Linked DNA regions of Mus musculus: region 2 is linked to region 1. A link is a contact called in public HiChIP or PLAC-seq data. All regions are on one chromosome and are shown on one strand. The core of a region is the stretch at or near the end of the contact, and the rest is flanking DNA. Distances in the headings are between cores, read along the strand shown.

The links. HiChIP or PLAC-seq counts read pairs in DNA pulled down with a chosen protein or histone mark.
Region 2: an H3K27ac HiChIP or PLAC-seq map of VIP interneurons shows a contact between it and region 1, with 4 times the contacts expected there. The contact joins the promoter of 4930488L21Rik here to the enhancer-like site in region 1. A contact is called at or near these places in 4 of 39 promoter capture datasets (3T3-L1-derived adipocytes, cranial neural crest, hippocampal neurons and 1 more), 5 of 115 datasets of contacts at active chromatin or transcription factors (VIP interneurons, embryonic basal ganglia, embryonic forebrain and 2 more) and 1 of 9 other capture datasets (liver).

The regions. Positions count from the first base shown.
Region 1 is chr8:93,625,333-93,628,634 of GRCm38.p6, reverse strand. Gm26843 (a long non-coding RNA gene) reads left to right here. Exons shown (of 10, transcript XR_003947433.1): 8 at 1-1,156. Among named protein-coding and RNA genes, the nearest start is that of Ces5a, 91 kb to the right of the region's middle. Within about 2 kb of position 1,589, at least 72 of the 459 cell types and tissues checked have an H3K27ac peak or open chromatin away from gene starts, as enhancers often do. A contact at or near this core is called in VIP interneurons, embryonic basal ganglia, embryonic forebrain and 2 more, where this site is marked.
Region 2 is chr8:93,811,743-93,814,838 of GRCm38.p6, reverse strand. It overlaps 4930488L21Rik (RIKEN cDNA 4930488L21 gene), which reads left to right and starts at 1,284. Exons shown (of 1, transcript NR_026888.1): 1 at 1,284-3,096. All of the region lies in intron 2 of Gnao1 (guanine nucleotide binding protein, alpha O), which reads right to left.

The sequences.
Region 1 (3,302 bases), core at 340-2,839:
TCTGGTCTCTACAAAGTACTGAGCTTGCAGCTTTGAGCAACTGACAGTTTGTCTGATGTGAAGAATGTAGACCATATGAGCCTGGGGCCTTGGGAACCAGCTCCTGGTTGCCACCCAGAAGACTGTCCTGATAAGAAGGCCTGTGACAGGTTCAGGTTCCAACCTTCACAGCCAACCTTACCACCTGCAGTTTTCTCTCAGACCTTTACTTTCTGATCAATTGTAGAGCTGTCCCTTGCTATGATAAAGTAGAGCATCTTCTTGGGCTTGTTTTGATCTCCCTTGCTGTGCTGATGGCTTCTGGCACAACACCTTCTACAGAGGTGCAAATTAGCAAATGAATGACTGGATAATTATCAAACAAAACAGTGACATTCCTAGAATCTGTCACTGAATCAAGGACCACAGGAACAGAAATCCTCTTATGGTTTTACTTTGTTAAATGTCCTTTAGAACACTGTCCTAACCAATTACATTAGAAACAACCTCCAAACTCAATGTCTTCAAATACCAAGCCATTGCCTCTCTTGGTTCTGTGGACGCACTAAGCTCAGCTCTCTCTCTCTCTCTCTCTCTCTCTCTCTCTCTCTCTCTCTCTGTGTGTGTGTGTGTGTGTGTGTGTGTGTGTGTGTTTTACCTGAGATCTGTCATGCAGTTTTAGAACAGAGAAGCCAGGGTTGGAGTCATTGGAAGGCTCGACTGGGCGGATATCCAAGATACATTGAGGACAGCTGATGTCAGCGGCTGGATTACCCACACTTGTCAACTGGACAGGACCAGTTTATAACACTTGGCCTGTCCACGTGGCTTGGGTTTTTCACAGAATTGCTTCTGGGTGCCCAAATCTGTCATCTGTCAGTGAGCATTCTGAGAGAGCTGATAACGAACAGCAGGTTTCCTATTATCTAGCCTTGGGGGCCATAGCATATGGCTACAAGCAAACATATGATCTTGGGGACTTGGTAGAGTGCCTGCCTAGCAAGTAGGATGGCCCGGAATTGAAAAACAAACAACAAGCAAACAAACAACAACAAAACTTCAAACGCGTTATCCCTGAAGGACAACCTATCTCTGCAAGAGCCTTCCTTTATCACGTGATCCATCCACTATACTGCTGAGCACTGGCGACAATCACTATCAACCGGATCTAGCAGAGGTAAGTGGGAGCAAAGAAGGGGTGAAACAGTAGTATGTGTGATCATGGGTAAAAGTTAGGTTTGATGGAGCTAATGCAGGATATAAAATGAGACTGGGAGATGGAGGGTTGGGGAGTACTGCAGACAAATCTCACCTGCTCCCTTCCCTGGCTCAGCGTGTATTGGTGTGGATTAAGACAGAAAGGTGGCGTGAGCACAGGCCACAGAGTTTTTGCAAATGTCCTTTATTTTAATTTCATCTATTCTAAACGAAAATTACCCTACCAACTGGACCTGAACGAGTTGAGTTCGTTTTCACGCATGCGTCGCTTTGCATCTGTGGCCTCCTGTTGTGCTGAGCAGGGGCTCTATGCCTTTCGTCTGGACTGGGCTCAGAAATGCTCTCCAACGTTAGCTGCCGCCTTTGCCTGTGTCTCATTCAGGTTGAGGGAGCTTGGCGGAGGGCCAGCGAGCTGTGCTTGATTAGGGAGGTGACTCAGGACTCCCATTGTGTAGCCCTCACTGGTGCGTGGACAAAGCTCTAGGGAAGCTGGATTCGATACCTCCCATTCTGTCATGGCCTGGCTATGCTGCCTGGGACGAAGCCCTTAGGGTGCTTCATGAATGTTTATCACTGCCAGCAGGACCCATCCATCTTAAGTGGGAAGGCAAGGAGGAGGAGCTTTCTTTTCGCTTTAACCTCTCAAGGAGCATGCTGGTTTCTTTAAACACTAACCCAAACAGCAAGGTTTTGATTTCTTGTCTCTGTAAGGACTCACATTTCTTCCGGGAAGGGGGATTTCATTTTACGGTTATAGCAGTATTTAGGGCAAGAATCTGCTTGCTTCTTTTTCGGATGCTGAGATGCCAGGCTTGGCATACTCTGGACACCCCAGAGTCTTTGCAGTGTCCTCTACTGTGTGCCATTGCACCCCTGTGTGACCCTCAAAACCCCCATGTCGCATGGTTGCTTGTCCTCCTCGCAGCTTCCCTACAGCCACTTTCAGACATTTTAAACCCGTTTGCTCAGTCAGTCTCCCAGAAGATGGCATGTAACATGAATGGACCCTGGGCTGAAACCAGGGCACTTCAGAGCGCCCCACCCATTCACTCTCCCATCTGCATGACCTTGGTTAAGTATTTGCAATCACCCCCCACCCCCCCCCCCCGCCACCTCCCAACTCCAAATTCTCTAGACTGAAAAAAACAAGAGACCGATTCTCTTTAGTTTCTTCCTTTTGACCTTAGAGTTTACAGTTGACATAAGTCTATAGAATTCTGGCAACTTAACCAGGTTCATTTATGTTCATCTCCTCCCAATAACCTTGAGTGTTCTTGTTCATAAGACACCATCTCTAGACAACGTGGAGATGTATGTTATTACTGAAAGCATGGATTGGGCTCTCCTTTCCCTGTCTTGTCCCTTATCTCTCACATTTCATCTGGCAAGTAGGCTCACACTGTTCTTCCTAGCCGTTGATGCTCTGAAATCTCTTAGGATCAAGTACAGCAGATGGAAGCAACTGTCTGAAGCCTGAACTTCAAACATTCTATTAACGCAACACGCAGTATACCAATCCCGGCAGAATGCCCGCAGACCGATTTGGTTCTCCTTTGATGAGGCTCAGATGCGAGGCAATAACTACCCTCTTGGAGGGAGCCGTGATTAGCTAGAGGGCTGCGGAGTCCCTGCTAGCTCTATCACCAGAGTATGAAGAACAGCCCCAAGGACGAGCGCTCAGCCCTGGGAGTCGATATTTTGCTTACTTCAACATTGTACAAGGTTCTGCTGTGCTACAAAGATTATAGAAGCAGTCTTGAGGGAGATGAACACGATTTGGCTTGAAAATCAGAAAACCTTAGAGATTCTTAAATCCATTTTTATGTTCTATATATTTGGGGGAAGCCACCTTTGTGGTAAGCCAGTGGCGATCACATGTTCCCCAACTGTGCAAGCCATTCCACATCTTCTGCTTTCTACTGCTGGTATCCACTTTATCCTCCCAGCTCCCGCATATTCTTCCATGTTCTCCTCTATGCTTGGAATGCACAGGCCCAAATGATCACCGTTATCATTGCATTCACTCTTTGGGACCAAATGATGGGCCTTGGAGTCTGAATAATTTAGGATGAAATCCCAGTTTTCTCCTTCTAAGGAAGGCTGTC
Region 2 (3,096 bases), core at 35-2,534, 190 kb before region 1:
ACTGAAGCAGCTCCTTGCCTTCTGAAAACGCTGATGACAAAGGATCTGATAACATTCGGATAGCAATATTCCTCCTCTCAACCCAAAGGAAGGGGCTGTGCTACTAGGCCCAATCCCTGGCTCCTCACAGGGTGTCACCAACGGCAGACTCTCTAACCATCTAATTTCATCTGCCTAGGTGAAACAACACAGCATCTGAATTAACTTACACATATGGCCTGACGGGCTCGTCACCAATCATATTGCACAGGGAAACAGGAAATTGCTTTCTGCAAATGCTACCGAGGCTTTCTGGGCTGGCCCCACCCAGAAAGTACAATCTTCCCCGGCTACAAATGACTCTCACTCAAGTGGTGATCTCAAAACCCATCTCTGGAAGTGAGGACTCCAAAGAATCTGTCACCGGGATACAGTGACACCAACCTCACATTTTGTGGTTAATAAAACAAGTCCTGCATTCGGCTTGGCACAAGTCCCTGATCTGATTTATTTCAGGCTCAGCTCATAGGAAAAACTGCCATTCATGAATGCTTCAGGAGGGCAGGTCAGCTGGGTTTTTTGTGGCACAACTGGCGTGCTCACACCCATTTCTGGTGGACATTCTGATCAAACCTAGCCGATTTCCTAAAGAGATCTGGCACGTTTTGTTCTTAAAGGGAAACAAACAAACAAAAAAAAAATCAATTACAAAAAAAAAATCTCAGTTTTGACAGGCAGTTTTCACAGAAAAGGTGTTTGTGGGAATAGAGAAAGGAAGAAATGCAGGAAAAGAGAAAAATGTTCTGATTTCCGATTAAATAGAATCAAACATCGGACACTTCACCCCATCTTCCTCAGTGCAACCCAATATAAGTCAGACGCACAGGACTTTCCTCAGAATGTCTCCTCAGTCTTCCTTTAAGATTTCGTGCCCCAGGACTTAATCAGGAATTTCCATTCTAAAGTGGCACACGGATCTCCTCAGAGAGCTAAGCTTTCTTTGAATAAAAAAGGCAAGTTGCCCTTTTGGGGACTCGATACGTATTTTTAAACCTCTTATTAAATCAACCTAATTTATGAGGCATGTTCAGGAAGAGCAGGTAGCAAGCTGCTTTGGTGGATGCAAAGTTTCTTTGCCATCCCCTCCCACACCCCCAATTCCACCTCCTTTGCCCTCCTCCTGCCGAGGGTTTCCGAATGTCTTCGGGGCCTTTCCGAAGCCGCCGAAGCCGCTCGGCCCTCTCCGCTTGGACCCCGACTGTGCTCCGAACACTGTCGAGATCCTCCGAGCCCCGCTCCCAGGTCAGGCCGAGCGGAGCCGAACACCGCCGAGCCAAGCTCAGCCCCATCGACTTTTCCAGCCTCGGCTGGGCGCTGTCCACCACTTACAACGCCTGAAACCTCACCCTGGCTCAGGAGGCCGAGGCTTCTACCGGACTCCCGGCCTGCCACAGTGGATTACAGACTTGTGAAGTTTCGAAACCTGCCCCTAAGGAGAAAGAGGTGGCGCGGTTTGCATTTCCCGACACGCGAGGGCTCCAGGCAGATGCAACATGCACCTTGTTGCAAAGAGCAATTCCCCAGGCCCCGCCTCCCCATCCATTTGGACTGCACAAGCCCCAGAGAAACCCCAGGCCAAATTACTGGTGGCTCAGAAGGGTGAGGCTAGCCGAAGGGGCCTGTGAGAAGAAAGCCCCCGGGAGCTCTCGAACGCAAATAAGAACATGCCAAGCAGATGGGAGAAACTGTCTCCTAGTCGCTGCTCCCTACCATCATGGCGCCGCCTGGAACTCGCTTGTCATGCCTGTTACACATGCAAGAATTTTTGCTTCTTGGTTTTGAAACCACAAGCACGATTTGTCTCCCACCCACCTTCCCTCGAAAGGGGCTTTTATTTTCCATTGTTTTCCTACGGGATGCAATTACTTCGGCTATTCTGTCAAGTTGAAAAATAATCATTTTTGTTTACAGCACAGCAACCTCTAATTAGGAGCTGTGTGTGCACGAAGGTGTCACAGCAAAGCGACATGGAATCCTCGCTAAACGGTCCTAACGAACTCCTCCGTCCCGAACTGACAGGCCAACGGAAACAGGGCCAGGAGGCCCGGAAGGCACGCACCCGTTCCCTGCCGGCCACCCCTCCCCAGGCAGAGCTGCCTGGAGGCTCACCGGGAACCGTGGAGTGGATGGGGCAAGAAGCAAGCCAGAGAGGAGGAAGGACGGGCGAGGCTCCTAAGTGGGGAAATGTGGAAAGGAAGGAATATCCCATTTTGTTTTAATTTTCAACCATCACTCAAATCCACCCCCAGTTAATTAGGAGGGGAAACTGATATCTAAGGCAGAAAGGGGGCGGTGGCAAGTAGGGCCTGAAATCCGCATTGAAGGTAGAATACAGAGTGTAAATACAACGATAAAGGCTACACAGTGACTGGAACCTGCGGGTGTCAGAAGAGCAAAGGCTGGAGGGCCAGGGAGGAGAGGGGCTGGAGGGCAGATGAAACTGGCTTTTAGCCCCACAGACCCTCCCACCTCTGCCTTGGATAAGGCTGTGTCTGTCACATCCGCTTGGAAACCCATCCTTTCTCCCCAGTGCACGCCCCCTCCCCTAACCCTTGCTCGCTTTGGGGGGGGGGGTCGTCTAAGCCACAGCCACCAGGAATTCAGCACCAAACTCGTGAACAGCAAACACTTGATCCTCCACCCCAATCTGCTAGGGCTGGGTCCCCTCCATGTTTTAGTCAAGTTCAAAATCACTGCCTCAAGAGAAGCAGGGGGAAGTGGGATTCGAGGGGTGGGGTGGAGGAGGAGGGGAAAGAAGATGAGGCAGAGACAGAAATGGAGGCAGTGAAACACGAAATACTCCACGAGCAAGAGTTATGATCATAAGCACGCCAATAGTGTGATGTTCTGATCAATATGGCGGACACTGTCATTCATACAACTAGAGGCGCTCTCATTCCCTCCCCGCAAACACCGACCCCAGGAGTTGGGGTGGGGGACCCAGAACCAACGTAGGGAGTGGGGGAGGGGAGGCAACCTCGGGTTTCTTCTGTGTGTGCGCGAATTAAAAACCAGGCCTGGAGAGCAAATATGGGTGAGCAAGATAATAAAAACGAT